Linked DNA regions of Sus scrofa: all the other regions are linked to region 3. A link is a contact called in public Hi-C and HiChIP or PLAC-seq data. All regions are on one chromosome and are shown on one strand. The core of a region is the stretch at or near the end of the contact, and the rest is flanking DNA. Distances in the headings are between cores, read along the strand shown. Region 1 holds the start of RPS18 (ribosomal protein S18). Region 2 holds the start of BAK1 (bcl-2 homologous antagonist/killer). Region 3 holds the start of CUTA (protein CutA).

Region 1 (4,599 bases), core at 478-2,977, 83 kb before region 3:
CACGATGGGTTGGGGGGGGCAGTCAGAGAAGGGACACTGCAACAAAGTCAACAAAGGATTTGGGGAGAAGACATTAAGATATTACACGAAGAGACTGTTTTCTTCTTTGAGGGGAGGGTGAGTGGAGGGGCAGATTAGGAGAGCAGAAAACCTCACCGTTTTAAGAGCTTCCTTTACTAACTCATCCTCCAGATTTGCCTGAATGTGAACTGGAAAGAGAAGTTTATCATAAGGGTCCAAAGGGCTCCACAGCGCCCGCTACCCACATCCGAACATCTGCACACCAATTCCTGCCTTATTACCTCCAGCCCCCATGCCTCTTAAGATGACAGGCACTGCGGCCACCTCGTGCCATCACTTACCATCAACTTCATCCAGGATGAATTCATCAGAGGTGAGGTCCAACTCTCCAAGTTGCAGTGGCTCCTGGAGACCTGGACCACCCCCCTGGAGAGGGGCAGGTTAATGGGAAAGGGAGGGGGAGAACAAAATATAATGGGGAGAGAGGACTTTCACTGGGAAACCAGAGAGAAATGCTGAGTCCAAAAAATTCCAAAATCTCATATTGTCCCAATCTACTCATTGGGGCTGATGGGTAGGGAATATGACAAGGAGCCAGCAAACCCACAGAGGTGACCAAATGAGGAAAATTAGGAGATGCAGGGACAGAGCAGAACTTGCAGTTGAACTTAGGGTCTCCAGACTCCTTCTATCTTAGATGTTCTGTTACAATCCCCGTGGGGAGCTCCAGCCTTTCTAGAAATGTCAGTTAACACAGTGTTCACCATCGTGCCAGGTGTCATCCTACATTCACCTAATCCTAACCGACAACCTCTACAGTAAGTCTTATTTTTTCACTTTATAAGTGTTAAGAGTGATGACACAGAGAGGCTAGTTAACTTGCCCAAACACACACAGCATAAGTGGCTGAGCTGGAATTAGAACCGAGGCAGTCTGGCCATGTTCCTAGCATTTACTCTACACCGCTTCTCTATCCTGCGCAAATATCTGGAGTTTAACTGAAACTGTGGCCCCAGAACCTAAGTATCAGCCATTCTAGTCCCCACTTTGGTCCAGGTCCGATCCGGGGAGGGGTATGGAGAGCCAGACCAGGCAGCATCACCGGTAGCAGCCGAGCTCCCAACCTTGCGCGAAACCCAGCCCAGACCTTTCTGACGTGAGAAGACCGGACGAGACTCTGGAGGAGAAACAGCCCTGCGTCCTCACCAGTGGGCCCTCCTCCTCCTCCATATCTGAGGCCCCGGACCGCAACACCAGCTCCCGGGCGGCTGCCGCCATGGTAGCAGCGGCAGCCATTCCGCGCAGCCCCACTTCCGGCAGCTGTCGGGCAGGTCCGTTCCCCTGAGTGGAACTGCAAGTTCTGGGGCGTGATGCACGAAACCGTTCCCAGATATTTGAGTTAAACAGACTGCCTCTAGCTCTCCCCTTTTCTCTAAGCTCTTCGCCCAAGTCCAAATGGAAACTGAAAGTCTTAAAAAGAGAATCTCAACCCGGAACTCTCGTGGCTCTCACGCGCAAAAACTTTACGATCTGTAAAGAGAGACGGCACCGGAAGTTGTGGCGCGCAGTTCTGACTCAGAGGCCTAGCCGGCTCAGGTACAAGGAGTTTCCGGAAGCGCTTCGCCAAGGTCGCTCCGCCTCTTCCGCCTGGAAGCTATATAAGAATGTCACGTCACTTCCGCTCTCTCTTCCACTGGAGGCCTACACGCCGCCGCCCGCGCTGCAGCCATGGTAAGAGTTGGGTTCGTTCGGGTATCTGGCGACATCGGAGCCGGGACAGGGAAGGCTTGCTGTCAGAGCGCCGAAAATGTCCTGGCCTGGGGGCTCGCAGCGTTTTGTGTGGAGCCTTGGGCCTCATTCCTGGAGAAGGACGACAAAGCACCCAGTTCTAGGCAGCGGGGCCCGAGGATGAGCGCTCCCCGGGCTCTGGGAAGGCTTGGGAGCGCGTGGGCCCTCCGTCCCGCCGCTTGGGAGCGGGCAGGAGGCGTTCTCCTCCGGAGATGGCGTTCTCCGATCCTGGACGCTTCCTGTTGTGCTGTCGGCAGGACCAGGGAGTCGTGTTGTGTCGTGAAGACCTGACGGGGGCTCTTTGCACCTTGCGTGACAAGCTTCACGCTCGTGTTTGGGGTTAACGGTTTGGCGGGAATTAGCGAAGTCTGACATCTCCCCCCATCTCTATCAGTCTCTAGTAATCCCTGAGAAGTTCCAGCACATTTTGCGAGTACTCAACACCAACATCGATGGGCGGCGGAAAATTGCCTTTGCTATCACTGCGATTAAGGTAAAGGAGCTGGGGGTGTGAAGGAAACTTGGGTAAACACCTGAGGTGTAAGCGAAAGTCTCAACCGTGTCACCTGGGCTGCTGGGTAAAAACAATGGTCAGGGTCCATCTAAGCCCTTGCCACATTTGCCGCAAAAGGTAAGTGGTAAAAGCCAAAGAACCGTCTTAGGTGAAGCAAAGTTGTTTTCACCTAGGGGTTGGGGAAAGGCTTTGGTTGTCTGCCAGCATTTGTTCACTAAACCGGCCTGGACCATCAGCAGTCAACTTATAAGGTCCCTGCTATATAGGTTTTTGCTCCTCCTAGTGCATCATAAGAGCAATTCTTGTGAAATGTGTATGTCCTGGAAATGGGATAATGGTACACTCTGAAGGGAGAGTAGAAAGGCCAAGAGATTCCAAGCATGAAGAAACCAGGAAATGGGGGGGGGGTCACTATTTCATAACAAGGTCAGTGAGCACAGGCTTAACTAACATAAAAAAATGACCTTACCAGTATGTTTATGTTATGTGGTGCCAGGGCTAAGCCTTTCTTGCTCACAATCCCCAAAGGACACCACAGTAAGTATTTTATAGATAGGTTGTTAATTTAAAATGGTGAATCACAAGCTTTGCTTTATAAGAGCCATCATGTTTACTTTGAATTCTTTTCATTCTGTAATTCAGGGTGCACAACTTTCGGTCTTAAGTGGTGCATGAGGAGACTGCTTCCTTCTATTGTGAAACTAGTAAGGCGGTGCACAGTAGAGGCTTATTTTATTGCACTTTACAGATAACCTCTTTTTTGTGGCAACCCTGTCTTGAGCAAATCATTTTTCCAACAGCATTTGTTCACTTGGTGTCTTCTGTCACATTTTGGTGATTCTCACAATATTTCAGACATTTTCATTGTTATATTTGTTACAGCGATCCATTGTCATTGACTTTTGTTACTATTGCACAAAGGCTCAGATGATGGTTAGCACTTTTTAATAAAGTATCTTTTCATTAAGGCATGTATGTATGTTTTTTTAACGTTAAGACTATTGCTCACTTAATAACCTACATAACTTACATGCACTGGGAAAACAAACAGATTTTGTGTAGCTCCCTTTATTGCAACATTCACTTTTCCGAGTGGTGTAGAACTGAGCCCTGAGTATCTCCACACGTTGGTTGTCTGTTCCCTTTTTAGGGGTTGTTAGGAGGCTTAAGTAAGTGAAAATAAAAGATTAGCATCATTCATTAATAGGCTGCTTCTGTTAAACCCTTTCTGCCTCCTTAACTGGTATTTACTTTAATTATGCAGCCTAACCTTTGTAGTTGCTGAAAACAGTTGAACCAAAGTTTCTGGTGCTTAATGAGTTTTTTGATAATCTCTTAAGGATCCTGAGGCTCTGCTTATCACTGGGAGGTATTGGGGTTTTGCTAATTGTACGGAGAGCCAGCTTTTGCTCTCTTCCTCTGGTGAAAACTGAAGCTTGGAGGTATTTTAAGGATCTAAAGAAGGGGGGAAATACTTGGAAACTGAAAATCTAAAACATGTAGTTAAAGGAGGAGATTGATTGGCCAGGGAAGGGTGAAGTGTTGACTGACACAGAAAAAAGCAACCCCCAGCTGCCGCCACCCCCACCACCCCCCCAAAAAAAACCCGTAAGGTGGGGGGGGTGCTTTTTAAGGCTGCACCCAAGCCATATGGAAGTTCCCAGGCTTGGGATCTAATTGTAGCTGCAGCTGCCAGCCTATACCACAGTCACAGCAATTCAGGATCCTTAACCCACTGAGTGAGGGCAGACTTGTTGGCTTAAATCTCCGTTCTGGTTGCCAAACATTTAAATCGAGGTGTAAGCAGGGGCCATGCTCCCTCTGGAGGCTCTAAGAGTCCTTTCCTGTCTTACCTTCTGTCTTCTGGTGGCTGACAACAATCCTTGGAACCTTGTCTTAGAGCTGCATCACTCTGGTGTTATCACATGGCCTTCTTGCTCTGTGTCTGCTCTTGTAAGAATACCAGACAGACAGTGGTTTTAATCCAGTTTGACCTCATTTTAACTATATTTGCAAAGATCCTATTTCCAAACAATCACCTTTGGAGGTTTCAGATGGACATACACTTAGTGGGACACAGCTCAACCCAATACACCATCCTTCACTATCCAAATCTGACTCATGAGTTCAGGTGGCAAGGAGCACTGGTGTTGGTGATATGCCACTGATTTAAGCAGTAGTTGATATTGATTGTAGAGATGGAATGACCTGCCCAAAGAATCATGACCCATGGCCCAAGTGAGCAACTGACCCTTTTATTTCAGAATACTTTAGGA
Region 2 (4,287 bases), core at 301-2,800, 94 kb after region 3:
CATGACGGGAACTCCTCGGATTTATTTCCCAGTTTATGGACCTCAGAGAGTGTCCTTTCCAAGGCAGCTTCCCCGTTTGCCTGTGCTCTTCCCACTCCCTTCTCACGGGGAGTTGAGAAAACTACATGCACCCCTTGCCCTTGGGTCTCCAGCCCCTACTCTCCTTTTTCACCCAGTTCTGGCTGCTGCCTGGGCTGCTCTGTAAACCCTCTGCAGAGGGAGTATTTCCTGGACATGAGCTGTTTCACTTTCAGTTTGCACCCCTTCACTTCCCTCCACCCCAAAGCTGCCTCCATCACCCAGGCAGAGGTCCCTCCTCCCGCCCCAGGGAGGCCCCTCCCTACCCTGGGCCAGCTCCCTGGGAGGACCAGTCAGTGCACCCTCCCCGCCCACCCCTCCCTCTCAGGCCTGGGGCTACTTTCGAAAGCAGCAGAAAGAAGGGTGGGGACGGTCCGGACCACCTGTGCCTCCCCTCCTCCACCCAGTGCCACCTGGGGAAGACCGACCTTGGCCTGGCATGCACCCATCCCAGCAGCCTCCTCCTGAACAAGGTGCCCTTCTGGCTCCCTTGGTGCCCCCAGGACTGCAGGGCTGGAGGATGCTGACAGCACCCCTGCCACCCTCGGGCTCAGAGCTGGGGAGAAGTTGGCGCCTCAGAGCAGCCCCAAGGCCCCAGGCCTTGCTGATCTGGGTCTACCCCTGCCCCCTCCAAGCACCTGACTTCCTGGTACTCTGAGTTCCCCACTTGTGGGGTCTGCCCAGGGGAGGAGGGTGGCCAGGATGCTTCCCCAGGGGAGGTGCCTGACTCTAGACCGCTCTTAGGTCTCCTGGGGCAGCAGGGAGGCTGTAAGTTCTCCCCGTGCCCTTGACCTTGGCTCTGACCTCCCCCCCCATCCCCCAGACTGCTAAAGAGCCTGGTTCTTTGACACCCGATTCTCGGGCCCCTAGGGCCAGGGTGAGAGGGGAAGCTGCCTGAGGGGTGGCCAGAGGGAGCCCCGGGTGGATCAGGCCCCGAACAGGGCTCGGTGGAGTCCCGGGGGTTGGGGGGAGCCTGAGGCCTTCCCCCCCCAGCCCCCTGCCTCCCTCACCTACCCCCGGCCCGGAGCTCCCAGGCGTGGGGAGCACAGGCGGGACCCTCCCGGCTTACCTGCCCAGACCCTGGCCCAGGCCTGGGTTGGCTCAGCAGGGCGGAGGCCGGTGATCCCAGTGGCCAGTGGCCACTCCCAGGGTAAGGTACCCAGGCTCGGCCTCCAGAGACGGGCGCCAGTGAGTTCCTGGTGTCAGGATGCAGCCTGGGCTGGTCCCAGCGCGGCCTTCGGGACCCGCGAGGCTTTGGCGATCATAGAGGTGCCGGCGGCTCCCGCTCCAATCAGCTCCCTCTAGAGGAAGTTGCTCTGCGGCCGCCGGATGCAGCCGCTGAAGCCTGCAGCACGGGGCTGGGGCTGGGCTCAGGGCGGAGAGCGCGGCTCCCACCCCTGCCGAGTGTCCCCACCCACGGCTTTTCCCACCCGGGTTCCCTGTCCTCCTCCTTGATCTTGCCCCACTTCTGTCCGTCGGTATCAGCAAGAAAGCCAGGCTGGTGAGGTTTGTGAAGCCCTGCTGTGTGCTGGGCACTTTATTTTTTTATTTTTTTTTATTTTTTTTTCGTCTTTTTGCTATTTCTTGGGCCGCTCCCACGGCATATGGAGGTTCCCAGGCTAGGGGTCCAATCGGAGCTGTAGCCACTGGCCTAGGACAGAGCCACAGCAACACGGGATCCAAGCCGCGTCTGCAACCTACACCACAGGTCACGGCAATGCCGGATCCTTAACCTACTGAGCAAGGGCAGGGATCAAACCCACAACCTCATGGTTCCTAGTCGGATTCGTTAACCACTGCGCCACGACGGGAACTCCAGTGCTGGGCACTTTAAACCATCCTCACTGAACAGTCTCAACCACCCTTGGAAGTAGGTGCGGTGACCACATCCATTTTACAGATGAACGAACTGGGACTCGGCTGCTTTAAGGAACCTCCGCCAAGGTCACTGAGCGGGGTTTATAATCAGACATGTAAGTGCCATGGGCATAATAAGATGAAATTGAGATTCCACGGAGTTCCCATTGTGGCTCAGCAGGTTAAGAACCCGACTAGTATCCATGAGTATGTGGGTTTGATCCCTGGCCTTGCTCAGTGGGCTAAGGATCCTGCATTGCTGGGGCTGTGGCATAGGCCAGCAGCTGCAGCTCCGATTCAACCCCTAGCCTGGGAACCTCCATGTGCCACAGGTACGGCCCTAAAAAAAAAAAAAAAAAAAAAAAAAAGATTGAAGTTCCACGTACAGTTGAGGCCTGTGTACCAAGCTCCTCGATGGCTGCAGAGGTAGAAACCCTGCAGGTGATAGGCAGGTAGACGTGGACATGCAGAGGGCCGATGAGACTGGTTGTGAAGGGAGGGGTGGGAGGACACACACTCCCACCCTCCTGGACCAGCAGCCACAGCCAGAGGAGGACAGGCTGTGGGGAGAGCTGTGTGCCCCATTCTCAGAGTTGGGGTCCCCACCTCTGCGTCTCCTGGAGCCTCGCCAACCCCCACCCTCGGGGTGCTGCATTGACACCCCCACCCCCACCCCCGGGCACACTCTGCCCCCACCCCCAACCCGCCTTCGCCTTCTAGAACTCTGGGAAGTTTCCAACCCCCTCTGTTCTTAAGCAGTTGGTCCCAGTAGCTGCTGCGGCCCTTCCCTCTTGAGTCAGGTCCCCTTCAGGATGGAGGCCCCAGCCCCAACCCCTCGGGCCCATAATCTGGGCCGCTCGTCCATGTTCCGCCTTTTCCGTAGCCTGGTGGGGGGCAAGGGCAGCCCAGAGAGCTCAGACCAGGCCCTGGTGGGGGGTCAGCCGTGCCCCTTGCAAGAGCAGGACGCCACCCCCCTGATGACTGGCTGTCACGGAGCAGCGGGGCAGAAGGAATCCTGGCCACCTGCCTCGCTGCCCTGTACCCTCGCTGTGGCCCTGCCACGAACTAGTCCCTCGGGGCTGGAGCTAGGGGATGCGGGGGCCCAGACCCCCACCCCTGTGCAGGTCCTGAGGGTGGTGGCCCGGGGTGTAGAAGTAAGGTCAGATCCACGCAGAGGAGGCCAGGAGGCGCTGGGCAGCCTGTCTGAGATGGACGAAAGGGAAGAGGAGGAGGTGGCAGGCGCGGCCTTGGGGGACACGGGGACCTCAGACAGGTGAGAGGTGGGCTCTGGGCAGCAGGGACCTGGGAGCCTCCTGGAAGGCAGAAGGGAGGGTGTGGGCCTGAGCTGGGAGGGTCCGAATGGGAGAAGGACTGGAGAGGTGGGGGTGGGGAAGCAGACTGGGTCCTCCACCAGTGAGGGCTTGGGGATGGAGGTCCCCAAAGGACAGGAGGACAGGCCGGGCCCTGGGAAGGGTGTGTGTAGGGTGAGCAGGGTCCCAGTGCTCCCCAGCTCCTTTATGGGCCCCCTTCCCTGTCTCCCCTCCCCCTTCTTCTGGTTTCCAAGTTCACTTGGACTTGGCGCCCCTCCCTTTACTTTGGGGGAGCATCGTCATCTCTCTGATGGACCCCAGAGGGCTGTGCAGGAGGGGGGAGTAGGCTAAGTGGGGCCTGTGGGAGAACCTTGGGGTGGGGGGTTAGGGGGGCTTCCACCGCATCTCTGGGCTGCACCTGCCACTTCCACCTGACTGTGCTTTGGGATCAGGGGCCGCTTTGCCCAAGCCTTGGAGGTGGATCAAGGATGCCTGCAGAGGGCTGCGGGGCCACTGGAGGTCAGCCCCAAGGCCTTGGCCAGAGAGGAGGAGGAGTGTCTGCTTGACGGTGAGTGTGGCGGCCACAGGCAGGGGAGGTACCAGACATGGACAGAATTGACTCCTCTGGGCACAGGGCCCAGAAGGGCAGGAGCAATCTGAGGGAAGGCCAGAGGAAGGCGGCCTGGGTCTGAGTCCCAGCGCCACTAGGCCAAGCTGTGTGATGGCAGCAAGTCGCTCAGCTTTTCTGTGCCTCAGTTTCCTCATCTGTAAAATGGGACTAGAACTGCTTATTTCAGCAGGCAGCTGCAAGGATCAAATGAGAAGTTCTCTGAGAAGCGCCCAGAACTGTGCCTGGCACACAGCAGGTGTTTGCTTAAGAAAATAGGGAAACCACACCCTCAGCTCAGCCCTCCTCATCCCTCTGTGACCTGGGCCAGGCCTGGGCTGCCTCTCACTTCTGTCCACGTGTCAGTGACCACCACCCCTCCACAGGAGAACTCAGGCTGGCCTCCTCGAAGGTGGGGGCAACGCCATGGAGCCG
Region 3 (4,392 bases), core at 329-2,828:
TGAAAGTCAGAGGACACTGAAGGGGAACCTGGCAAGAGCAAAGGCTCGTCATGGTAGGACTGTGCCAGAGTCAGGCACTGATTCTGTAACCTGGCGCACCCAGTGCAGGTATGGGGAGTTCCCCTGCTCCACTGGCAGTGCAATCACCTCGGCCACTTCGTAAGGGTGTACAGAGCTGCAGAAAAGATGGGGGGCAGCGATCACTCAAAAGATTTACCCAAAGGCGCTCACCCTCTCAGACTGCCCAGCAAGGCTCACCCCACAGTACACACCCTCACCTCTACCCATATCAAAGTTCTCACCGAACGAAATCTGTCAAAGCTGGAACCAAGGAACTCTGGGTTTTAATCATCTAAGGGGTGAAGAGGAACATGGTTGAATCAAGAAATTATGTTAATTTCAGGATCTCAGAGGAGAGGTAAAGGTCAAAGCAAGTGGTCAGGGAATTAAGTTTTGCTTGGGTGGGGAATATTTCTCACCATCAGCACTTCACTGTCCTCCTCAATCTTGCCTTTCCACTCATAGCTGAAAAGGTCACGGAGAAAGTGTTGTGGGAGCATAGATCTTCCCCAAAGAAAAAGACTGCCAATCCGCCCCTAGAGTTAGGTCAACCCCCCCAATCCCATGACTCACATGGATGTAATCTGAGGGATGAGGTTGACACAGGCTGCCAGGCGCTTCTCCACCACAGCCCTGAACGTGAGGAGACACCCCCATTTAGAGCCCCCACAACCCAGGTTTTTGCACTGGCTTGCAGGAAGCAGCGGGAGGGCTGCTTCTCTCCACCCCCAACTCTTCCTTCATGAGCATCCTTTCTCGCTCCACACTGAGATCCCCACCTGGCGATCTCCTTGGCGACCTTCTCGTTGGGGCAGGTGACAAAGGCTGCAGAGACCGAGCCGGGAACATAGGCGGAGCCCGAGGCCGGCGTGGGCTGGGTCGGGGGGCTTCCTGAAGCCATGGACAGCAGGGCTCGGGGTAGCAACAGAAGGCGGGAGACTATGGGCAGCAGTGCTGGCATCCAAAGAAGCGACAGGAGCAGAGTGGCCTGAGAGCAGGAGGTGAATTCGGTGTCTCCCGATAAACACCCCAGGAAACTGTCTACCGCTTGCATAGACACTCAGGCTCTGCCCTCCCCCTTCTGTACCCCAAAGAAAAAAGTCCTTGAAGCTGGGAGAGAAGGGTGAAAATTAAGGCAAAGACTCGGTGTCCACTCTCTCCTCCGGGGCCAACCTCTAGGATTTTGAGAGCGGGTAGTGGTCCAGGTTCCGAGGACCGGAAGGGGCGGGGCTGGTAACTCACCCCTCCGCCGAGCAGGATTGCGGGAGCCCGCACCCCCCTCATGCAGCCTATGCTGGTAAAGGAGGGCAGAATATCAAAGACCACATGGTACGCGGAGAAAGTACCCCAAACCCAGGAAGAGAGGCCTCTTCTTACCTGGGCGACAGCCACGTGATAAGAAAACAGCGCACACCACGTGACAAGCCGAGCCACCCTAACATCCAGAGCCAGCCAATCCTTGCCCTCACGTGGGCCGGCTTGCCCCGCCTCCAGCTATGGGCGGAGCTAAGGGGGATCCAGCCAATCAACAGCCGGATCTGCAGCCGTGCACGGAAATGGCCCTCCCGTTTCCGTGTAAGCCGGAAACGGCCAATGGCAGGCGGAGGCGAGCCGCGGCAGCTTTCCACTGTCACGTGAGGGGGCCGGTCCCCTCAGGCGGCGGTACCTCGAGAAGCTATGCGAAGAGGCCAATCGCGGAGCACCCTCGTGAGCACGTGACGAGAGAACTGGCTCTAGGAAAGGAGGGCTAGAGATCCCGCAGAGTCGATGCGTCAGGTTGTGGCGCGGGGAGTCATCCTTAAGCCCTAGAATGCTCCTAGTAACAGCCCCTGCACGGAGGCCTTAAGGAGCCCAAGGGCCGTGGGAGGCTGGACCTCGGGGCTAGAGGGAGCGCCCCCTGCTGTTGTGGTCAGGACTGACATGCCAGAATTGAGGGGGCCCAAGTAGGAGCTCAGAAGCACTCTGTTCTAGGGTAGGGGGCGTGATTAGGCAGCTAGTCCATGGCTAGGTCAGGAAGAATGCACTTCGAAAAGACATAGGGAGTCCCTGAAAATGGATAGAGGGTGATTAAAAAGGGACCCAGGGCGCCTCAGCTTTCTGAACTGAAACCTGAAGCTGAAGACAGACTGGCAAATCGGGAGAGGAGGGCTGCAGGTTGGGCATCTGGAGAGAACACCAGAAAATAGTGTTGGTCTTTTCGTCCCTTATCCCCTTCCTGTTTCGCTCTCCCGGACTTGTCTACTTCTCAGTCTTGGGTCTCCTTCCCTTAACCCATCCCCCTAGGAGCCAGGACCTGCCCTACATAACCTCCCTGGGGCCCAAGCGTATCCTGTGACCCAAAAATTGAGAGAGGGGCCAAGGAGAGGCGAAAGAAGAGGGAGGCGGCAAGGAGAAAGAGGCTCTTTCTACTTCCCCTACCCAGCATTTCCCCCTCCCTCCTAGGTCTGGGGTCTCTGCTCCGCTGGGCGGGTGTGACTGGGCATTCCCCAGGCAGAGTTTTTGCACACGTAGTTCTTAGGGGTTGGGATCTCCCTGAGACCTCTGTCTTGGGCTTTGGAGTCTGCTGCTGAGATAGATCTCTGTGGGGTCTTGCAGTATTTGCATTGGGATCTTTCTTAGGACTGAGTTCCCTTGTTTTTTGTTTGGGGTTTTTCTGGGTCCATGTTCACCCTCTCTCTGAGGTCTTTGAAATTCTTTATGAGTTTGTGGTCTCTGAGTTCTCTATCTCTGGGCTAGATGGGAGTCTCTTCTTCCACCTCCCCACTTCCCCTGGTCCTCAGGTCTGGAATTTCTGTGTCTCTAAGCTATCAGTCTCTGAGTCTGCAGTTTCTTTTTCTTGAGATCTAGGGCTGGGGTCGCTGATAAGTTCTCTGTGGGTCTGAGCTCTTCAAGACCGGATTCCCAATCTGGGTTTCACCTTTTTCTTTGAGTCCAGGTCTTAAGTCTTGGTCCCTGAAATCACTGAAATCTGAGTCTGGAGTCTTAAGATTTCTGCGGCTCTGGAGAGCCGTTTGAAAACTGGATGCTCAGATTCTTGACCTTTGACCCATCTCTCGGGGGTAGTCTGGGGTATTTTTTTTTTTTTTTCCTGAGCTTGGGGTCTCTTTTCCTCTAGACTTTGGGTTTGTGTCTTAGGTTATCCCCGCCCCCTCCCCTTCAGTGGCAAGGTATCTTTCTCTGTGGGTCTGGGGTCTCCCAATCTCAGGGTCTGGGGTCTGCATCTTTGGAACTGCTGTCTCTCTTGGGTGTGTTTTTGAGTCAGGGGCTCTTCCTCTCGGGTTCTTACTGAGTAGGGGTGGGGGCTGCAGAGTCTCTCTCTCCTCCTCCTGCTCTCTCCTCTCGCTCACTCCCCCGCCCCCCTCTTTCTCTCTCTCTCTCTCTCTCTCTCTCTCTCTCCCGGCTGCCGCTGCTGCCGTTGGCTCCCATTCTCCTCCTCCTCCTCCTCTCTCCTCCTTTCCGCTCCTCTCCGCTCCTCTCTCCTCCTCTCTCCTCCTCCTCCTCCACCTCCTCCTCCTCCTTCTCCCCCTCTCTCTCCCCCTCTTTCTCTCTTCTCTTTCTCCCCCGGCCCCCCCGCCCCCTCCCCCCCAGGCCTGATGAGCAGGTCTCGCGCTTCCATCCATCGGGGGAGCATCCCCGCGATGTCCTATGCCCCCTTCAGAGGTACGGTGGTGAGGGGAGGGGGAGGGCCAGTGGGGGGGGAGGGGGAGGGGCAGGGTGGGGGGTGGACAGAGCTGGAGCCAAGGAAGGGAACAGCTGAAATGCAGGGAGAGAGGAGGACCGGGAAGGCAGAGGTGGGAGCAGTGGGGAAGGAAGGATTGGAGGCCAGAGGGTAGGGGTAGGTAGGGGCGGAGGGGCCAGGAAGCAGGCCTTGAAGGGGGCTGAGGGGAAAGTGATGAGGGGGAAAGAGATCGCCAGCGAGGGTGGGAAGATAGAAGGGTAGGTTGGGGGAAGAGCTGCAGAAATAATTTGGAGGTGGGAGCTGAGAGAGGAGGAAAATATCAAGGAAAGAGGAGGACAGAGTCTTAGGAGAAGGGCTAGGAGGGGAAAATGAAAACATAATGGGGGAAGAGCAGCCAAGAAGATAGGGGGCAGAATGTGGTGGGGGGCTCAGGATGGTAGGGGGTAGGAAAAGACAGGAGATGGAGGGAGAGAAGAAGGGGCCAGATGGAGAGAGAGGGAGGCAGTGGGGGGGAGTGGAGGAATGGAGGGTCCAGATGGAGGGAAGAGAGGAGAGAGGGAGTGGGGAATGGGTTGGGGGAGGAGAGACCAGGGCAGGGGAGGGCCAAATAATGTATTTGTTGAGGGGGGCAGGGGGCAATACAGGTAAGATTG

What was found. Hi-C and Micro-C count contacts between places; a contact is called where the count stands out from the background. HiChIP or PLAC-seq counts read pairs in DNA pulled down with a chosen protein or histone mark.
Region 1: a contact with region 3 is called in a Hi-C map of liver, with 3 times the contacts expected there. The contact joins the promoter of RPS18 here to the promoter of CUTA in region 3. A contact is called at or near these places in 6 of 47 Hi-C or Micro-C datasets (embryonic fibroblasts, fetal liver, heart right ventricle and 2 more) and 2 of 2 datasets of contacts at active chromatin or transcription factors (alveolar macrophages and skeletal muscle).
Region 2: an H3K27ac HiChIP or PLAC-seq map of alveolar macrophages shows a contact between it and region 3. The contact joins the promoter of BAK1 here to the promoter of CUTA in region 3. A contact is called at or near these places in 1 of 5 promoter capture datasets (fetal liver), 7 of 47 Hi-C or Micro-C datasets (blood, embryonic fibroblasts, fetal heart ventricle and 2 more) and 2 of 2 datasets of contacts at active chromatin or transcription factors (alveolar macrophages and skeletal muscle).

The regions. Positions count from the first base shown.
Region 1 is chr7:29,637,129-29,641,727 of Sscrofa11.1, forward strand. It overlaps RPS18 (ribosomal protein S18), which reads left to right and starts at 1,728. Exons shown (of 6, transcript NM_213940.1): 1 at 1,728-1,752; 2 at 2,204-2,302. The coding sequence starts at 1,750. It overlaps VPS52 (vacuolar protein sorting-associated protein 52 homolog), which reads right to left and starts at 2,040. Exons shown (of 20, transcript XM_001925393.5): 1 at 1,228-2,040; 2 at 363-447; 3 at 157-209. The coding sequence starts at 1,317.
Region 2 is chr7:29,813,795-29,818,081 of Sscrofa11.1, forward strand. It overlaps BAK1 (bcl-2 homologous antagonist/killer), which reads right to left and starts at 1,551. Exons shown (of 7, transcript XM_021098603.1): 1 at 1,148-1,551. LOC100156231 (gametogenetin-binding protein 1-like) reads left to right here and starts at 2,256. Exons shown (of 7, transcript XM_005665887.3): 1 at 2,256-3,208; 2 at 3,698-3,813; 3 at 4,239-4,287. The coding sequence starts at 2,748. LOC102162214 (a long non-coding RNA gene) reads left to right here. Exons shown (of 4, transcript XR_002345648.1): 4 at 1-1,682.
Region 3 is chr7:29,720,135-29,724,526 of Sscrofa11.1, forward strand. CUTA (protein CutA) reads right to left here and starts at 1,579. Exons shown (of 6, transcript XM_003356609.3): 1 at 1,438-1,579; 2 at 840-1,048; 3 at 634-693; 4 at 480-525; 5 at 303-352; 6 at 1-175. The coding sequence starts at 1,021. The coding sequence ends at 49. SYNGAP1 (ras/Rap GTPase-activating protein SynGAP) reads left to right here and starts at 3,611. Exons shown (of 21, transcript XM_003128342.5): 1 at 3,611-3,720. The coding sequence starts at 3,654.